Regions from separate parts of the Pan troglodytes genome. Here region 1 is linked to region 2. Evidence: chromatin contacts called from public Hi-C data. All regions are on one chromosome and are shown on one strand. Each heading gives the region's core, a stretch centred on a gene start, on an enhancer-like site or on the middle of the called end of the contact. The rest is flanking DNA. Distances are from core to core; before and after follow the strand shown.

The links. A called contact is a pair of places that touch in the nucleus more often than the background predicts.
Region 1: a contact with region 2 is called in a Hi-C map of induced pluripotent stem cells, with 2.4 times the contacts expected there. The contact joins two enhancer-like sites. A contact is called at or near these places in 2 of 7 Hi-C or Micro-C datasets (induced pluripotent stem cells and stem cell-derived neural progenitor cells).

What each region holds. Positions count from the first base shown.
Region 1 is chr17:61,709,762-61,713,176 of NHGRI_mPanTro3-v2.0_pri, forward strand. No RefSeq gene overlaps it. Among named protein-coding and RNA genes, the nearest start is that of MEX3C, 460 kb to the left of the region's middle. Within about 2 kb of position 1,395, at least 4 of the 24 cell types and tissues checked have an H3K27ac peak or open chromatin away from gene starts, as enhancers often do. A contact at or near this core is called in induced pluripotent stem cells, where this site is marked.
Region 2 is chr17:61,175,713-61,179,081 of NHGRI_mPanTro3-v2.0_pri, forward strand. No RefSeq gene overlaps it. Among named protein-coding and RNA genes, the nearest start is that of MEX3C, 73 kb to the right of the region's middle. Within about 2 kb of position 1,314, at least 1 of the 24 cell types and tissues checked has an H3K27ac peak or open chromatin away from gene starts, as enhancers often do. A contact at or near this core is called in induced pluripotent stem cells, where this site is marked.

The DNA.
Region 1 (3,415 bases), core at 145-2,644, 530 kb after region 2:
ATTGAATATCTACCATGTGCTAAATATTTGTGATATGAAATAGTGATATCAATATCACTATTTATTAGCAAAATATGATTTGCTAATATTTATTAGCAATCATATTTATTAGCAATCATATTTATTAGCATATCATTCATTAGCAATATTTATTAGCAAAATATGATTCATGCTAATAAAAGATTCATCAATAAAAGACACATCAGTAGATGTCTTCACTGAGTCTTTGAACTTGAGTGATGAGTGGGTGTCAGTAAAATGACACTTTAGCTAGAGGAAACAGCAAATCCATTATCAGGGACCTCCTCTTGAAATGTTTCATGCAGGGAGGTGGCCTGGCAGCACGGAATAACAGAAAGACCATGGGCATGGTGTCATTGGTCTGTGTTCAAATCCTGACTTAGTCTCTTACTAGCTGTGTGACCTTGGGGAAGTTGCTCAACCTCTCTGTGCCTCAATTTTCTTCACCTTAAAGTGGGGATTCTATTACTTATTTCTCATGAGTATTGTGTGTAGAGACAACTTTTGTAAAGTACTTGATAAAGCAGTGATCCATGTCTTCAACAATTATGTATTGAACGCCCAGTATGTGTTACATGTGGCCACAGAGGCTGAGAATAAACAATAACCAGACAACTTCCTGTGATCTTCCATTTAAAATATGTATTATTATCACTCATAATATAATACTATTATTGGAAAGAAGTTCTCAGGATTTTCTATGCACCACATTGTCCCATCAGTTTTCATTACTGCTGTGATTTTCATATCAGATCATGGGGGAGGGAGGTAGAGATCACATGCTGATGGAAAATGGCCCACCCGGATACCCTGCTATGCCCTTCCGCCTTCCTGCCGCACTGAGCCTCACTGAGGGGAGAACAGATGTTCCACTGATTGGCTGGGGTGAGGAGGATGGGATACCGCAGTGGCCTCTGGGAAGTGGGATGCTCACAAACCCCTTCTAGCCAAGGATGGCTGTCACCCTGCCCAGAACTGGGGAGGTGGAGGAAGAAATAAGAGCCAGGCAGCAAACTCCTTCCAGAGGGCTCCTTTGAAAAGTGGGGCGGGGGAATAATTATGGCAAATGTTTGAGCAGCCACTGGAGGAGGTGAAGGGGAAGGAGGGGTTGGTGGAGGGGAGAGTCTGGTTAATTATGGAACAGATGCCCAGCAGCACCTTGGGGTGAATGCATTAAGAAGGGGGAACTGTCATCTCATTCTCCCTCTCAAATTTATTCACAGTCTCCTGCGGCACCCAGCTGGGGCTGGTTTAGTGTGGGTTTTGCCTCAGTTGGAGAGATCTGCAAGTTCAAAGCCTTCTCCTTATTTCCAAATGGGATCTCCCTCCAGCCTTCTCTCTCTTCCTTCCCCACTCCGCCTCCCCATTGTGACTCTCCGCACACCCCACTGTGCTGCCTCTGCCTGCAGATGCTTTCATTGTTTTGCCTGTACTGGTTCAGGAAAGTGGCCTCCCGACCTTCAGGCAAATAGGAGGAGAGGGCTGGGGCTTCCAGGCATCCTCTGCCTTCCCCTGTCTCCCCTCTGCTCCTTGGCCTGGCCATGGCTGGGAGCCAAGTCCAGCCAGCAGGGTCTTCTCGCAGAGGGTGCCTGAGGGAAGGCTTCAAAGCCGAGCACGGTAGACCTGGGGCTTCTGCTTGCAGCCCAGAGAGATGTAAATCAGGTAGCAGGGACACAAAGAGCAGAGGCCCATATTCTAACAGTTTGGCTTACAGTACCGTTCGCTATGCAGATACTGCATGGTTTGCACCCTGGCCACATGGTCTTGGGGCCTGAGGCAGAGAGTAGAAAACAAGGCTGGGCCTGGGTTGTCCTGGGTTCTCCTTTCCTGCCCTTCAGTGTCTTTCCCACACGTTTCCCGACTGCATTCTCTCAGGCTGCCGAATGGAGTTAAAACCTAAAAATCAAAAGAGGGAAATGACTTGTATGTCACCTGCTTTCCTCCCCTCAGCATTTTCAAATGACTCACCTCCCCAGGGGCCCAGCTCAATCCACCTCTGCTATGAAAAATACTCCACCTCCGCAGCACCTCTCAGCCCTGTCTCAGCTTTATTTGTCCCTAAGTAAGCACTGGCTTATCTGCTAACACTTTCATCAGAAGATCCTTTCTCTCTCTGGCTAAATGGTAAATTTCTGAAAAAAACTATCCCCACTTCAGAGCCCACCCTGACACATGGTAGATATGGTGCTCTGGGCACACATCCTGCCCTATTTTGTACATGTTCACCCTATGCGGGACGTTTATGGTTGGTCAGCAAAGTAAAAATGCCCTTAGTTATCAGGGAAGTCTATAATCTCTAGCACGAGCATAAAGAAAAAGTGGATGGGGAGATAAACAGGTGATAATTTTTCCTATATAAATAAAATGATTGAATACTGTTAGGATTCAATAAGTTTATTGATTACTGGTGGCAATCCATACAGGTCTACAGCAACCTCAGTTCTTGCCTCCTCAGAAGAAAGAATTCGACTGAGGGGAATAAAGCAGAAAAAGAGATCAAGGCAAGTTTCAGAGCAGGAGTGGAAGTTTATTAAAAAGCTTTAGAGCAGGGGATAAACAAAGTACACTCGGAAAAGACCCAATTGGGCACTTTGGAGGTCAAGTGTAGCGTTTGACCTTCTGACTTGGGGTTTTATATATTGGCATACTTCCAGGGTATAGTGTCCCTTTTCCCATGATTCTTCCCTTAGGGTGGACCGCCTGCATGTGCAATGTCCTCCTTGTGCTTGGGAGGTGAGCATGCACAGTGTGTTTGAGGAGGTGTACGCATGCTCACCTGAGGCTTTCTTCCCTTTTCCGGTGGAGTGCCCCCAGAAGGTCTTGTGCTGCCGTATCGTCTCTTAATGCGCATGCTCGAGCTCACTCGCCCAACTCCTGAAAGCTGCCGATCAACAGTTACCGGTGTTTTTTTTTATCTGTATAGGGAGACTGCCTTTCTCTGATGCTGGCTGTCACCAATTATTATTTTATAGAGATAGTTAACAACCGCCTGACCAGCACCTGATGGTCACCTGACTTTCCTGGTGTGGGTATGGAGGAGCCCTTTCCTGCCCTCCTCATAGGCTGGCTAGCTACCTGCTATAAAAATACTGTGAGTAATTCAAAGCAGATAACACAAATGAACTCATTGGAAATGAAGCACTTAATGCATTCTTGGCTCTATCCTTGTTCTGTCATTATTCTCCTAATTTCAAGATATGGGTTATCAATGGGATTCAGAAGCGACCTTCGAAGTTACTTAGTCCAATGTCCTACCCAAAAGATAGTTTTCTGACTTAGCAAAAGCTAAGGTAAAATGCTAAAGCAGTTTGTACGCAGAAACACATAAGGAATGTGAAATTGGTGTGAGACATTTGTCATGCTGTGGAGAAAGAGCAGGGTCTGAAACAATGGG
Region 2 (3,369 bases), core at 64-2,563:
AGGCCCTGCTGCCTGGCCTTTGGGAACACTGTAAGGTGCCACTGCTCGCCCTTGCCGTGGTCCTCTGCCTGACCTGTTCCCCAGCATGAACCTCCCCTACCATATGCCCAGTTTGGAATTCCATGAGGGGGAATGTGGGAGGGAACTTAGAAGAAACTGTTTTAAATAACAAGCTAACACTCTCGAGGACAGTCTAAAAAGGCTTTCTTTAATGATTAAGCCTGGGAGAGTTAAGACTGAAGGAAGGACTGGAAGAAGGAAAATGAGGATTTGGATGAGACTACAGGTGAATTTCCCGCAGATGGAAGCGCTGGAGAGGGACGCCGAGCAGCTCTGCAGCGCCCATCGGCAGGATCACCAGGCAGGCTGGGCCTCCATCCATGGGTGCCTCTGGCTCCCTATCTGTGCAACCGGACGGCCATCACCCCTCACAGAGTTGTTATGAGGCTCCAAGGAATCCCTGTGTATGAATCTCAGCACAGTGCCCGACTTGTAGTAAGTGCTCTATTTTAGTATTATTTTTACTTTGAAACAAAAACTTGCAGAAAATTGGGGAAAAGAACAGGGGAGAGCCCATGGGAACATCCAGCCTGAATGCTTCCCTTTAAGGTGAGGAGACAGTGCAGAGAGCTACTCTCCCAACCGGCACCTGAGTGGACGCTCCCCCCAGGGCCTCCTGCCCGCAACAGCCCAGTCCTTTCTTTGCCGGTGAGGCACAGTCAGGACGGTCCCACAGCACTCCTGGGGGCTGAGTCTGACCACAGCGCAGCGCCTGGGTAGTCCACACAGACCGTCTGCACCCCAGTCAGGGTGCTAGGGATAGACAATCCAACTCAAAATAGTTTAAGCCTACTCCCCCGCCCAAAAAATGTACTTATTCATGTAGCTAAGGCATCTGGGATTGGTAGAAACTGAAATGACTCCATTAGGACACTGTCTCTTCTGTGTTCTTTCCTTCCCTTCATTCCTTTTCCTTCCTTTCCCTCCATCTCTCCCTCCCTCCCTCCCCTCTCTTTTCTTTCTTGACGGGGTCTCACTCTGTCACCCAGGCTAGAGTGCAGTGGCACAATCATGGCTCACTGCAGCCTTGAAGTCCTGGGCTCAAGCGATCCTCCTGAAACGGGAAAGGTTCTCCTGTCCCCCTCGCAGGGTGTGCGACCTGTGGAGTGGCTCGGTTCTCCAGTGCCTCGCTGCTCAAATCTTTAGGGGAGCATACAGACGGGCAGGCTGTGGGGCTCCAACCCCACTGCAGTGTCTAGGGGTGAATGTTTACAGCTCCTGAAGTCCCAGTGGACGTGTGTTACAGGGTCTTTTAGTTTGCCCTCTACAGGCGGTTTGTGTTAAACAGCTCAATTAGACCCTCTACCTTGTCCCAAGGACAGAGGGTTTTCTGTATCCCGGGTTCTTGCCTTGGTGTACTGGAAGATTCAGATCACAGGTGAGCTTGGAGAATAAGTGCAAAGTTTTACTGAGTAGAAGTAGCTTTCAGCCAATGGGGGAGCCAGAAGGGAGATGGTTTTCCCCTGGAGTTTGGCTGCTCAGTGGCCCCAGCTCCCTTCCAACGGCCCCATCCAAACTCCGCATCATTCTGCTGATTCATGGCCGGTCTGCCTGCCTTCCTGCCGGGTGGTGGGCTCTCGGGTCTCAAAGACCAGCTGCTTGTCTTTTTCCTCCAATGTATTCCTCCCGACTTCCAGCCGCTTCTGTGTCTGCCCTCTAGGGGGTCATGGGTTTTTATAGGCCCAAGATGTGGGCGTGGCAGGCCAGGGTAGTCTTGGGGAATGCAACATTTGGGCAGAAAAATGCCTGTCCTTACCTAGGTCCGTGGGGGTGGAGCCCTAGCCAGGGACCACAACTCTCCTCTACCCAGCACTTCCTTTCCCCTTTTCCATATCATTTAAAGCGGCCACGCTCTTCCCTTTCCAGCATTTCAGTGTCACTCCCACCTCAGCCTCCTGAGTAGCTGGGACCACAGGCATGTACACCACACCCGGCTAAATTTATTTTACTTTTTTGTAGAGATGGGGATCTCACCATGTTGTCCAGGCTGGTCTTGAACTCCTGGGCTCAAGGGATCCTCCCACCTCAGCCTCCCAAAGTGCTGAGATCCTCTAGGTTTCTTTGGGTTCATTCTCAGCATTCTTTGGGTTCATTCTCTTCATGTGGGGTAAGGTGGCCACCAGCAACTACAGGCTCACATGGTCCTCGTGTTTTAAAATGCAGGTTTTCTGGCTGGGCACGGTGGCTCACGCCTGTAATCCCAGCACTTTGGGAGGCTGAGGCTGGTGGATCACAAGGTCAAGAGATGGAGACCATCCTGGCCAACATGGTGAAACCCCGTCACTACTGAAAATACAAAAATTAGCTGGGCATGGTGGCGCATGCCTGTAGCCTGTAGTCCCAGCTACTCGGGAGGCTGAGGCAGGAAAATCACTTGAACCTGACAGGCAGGGCTTGCAGGGTTTGGTGGAGCGCCGCAGAGCTTGGAGTGTTGAGGTCGCGCCACTGCACTTCCAGCTTGGAGACAGAAGGAGACTCCATCTCAAAAATAAACAAATAAATAAATATAAATAAAAAAATAAAATAAAATGCAGGTTTTATTATTAGTATCAGGTATGGTGAAGCCAACAGGTCAGGAGACAGCTGCCGTTGAAGAGATTGTTACCCACAGTTCCCAAGAGGAGGGGTCACACTGCACCACACAGGGCCACCCGGGGAAGCAGGAGTTGGTCAGGAGGCAGAGGATGTAAGGGGAAAATGTGGGCAAGAGCCGTCATTGTGGTTTTCATGGGAAAGAAGGGGCAAGGTAGGTAAGCAGGTTTAGCAGGTGTAGGATTGGCCAGCTTGAATAATTTCAGCAGGTTCTGGGATGTAGGGGCTGCCCTAATTGTCTGATGTCTGTGAAATGGGAGAGTTCCCTGACCCCTCTTGAGGATGTGTGACAGTGGTGTGGCTTGTGTGTTTGGTCACAGTACGCTGAAACCCCTATGGGAGGGGGAGCACGCAGACAGGCAGGCTCAGGAGCATGTGTTACAGTGTGCTCTTTTAGCTTTGCCCTCCATAGATGGCTTAAGTGTTAACCAGTTCAGTGGACCCTCTGCTTTTCACAAGGGCAGAGGGCCAGTGTCACAGGTTTCTATATCCCAAGCTCTTGTCCATTGTCCTGGAAGAATCAGGTCACACATGAACTTGAAGGGTGGTGAATGCAGGGGTTTTATTGGATGGTGGAGGTGGCTCTTAGCAGGATGAATGGGGAGCTAGAAAGGGAATGGAGTGGGAAAATGATCTCCTGGATTTTGGTCATCCAGCAGCCAAACTCCTCTCTAACCGCCCCCAACTGAACTCCTCTTGGCGTTCAGACGCTCCTTT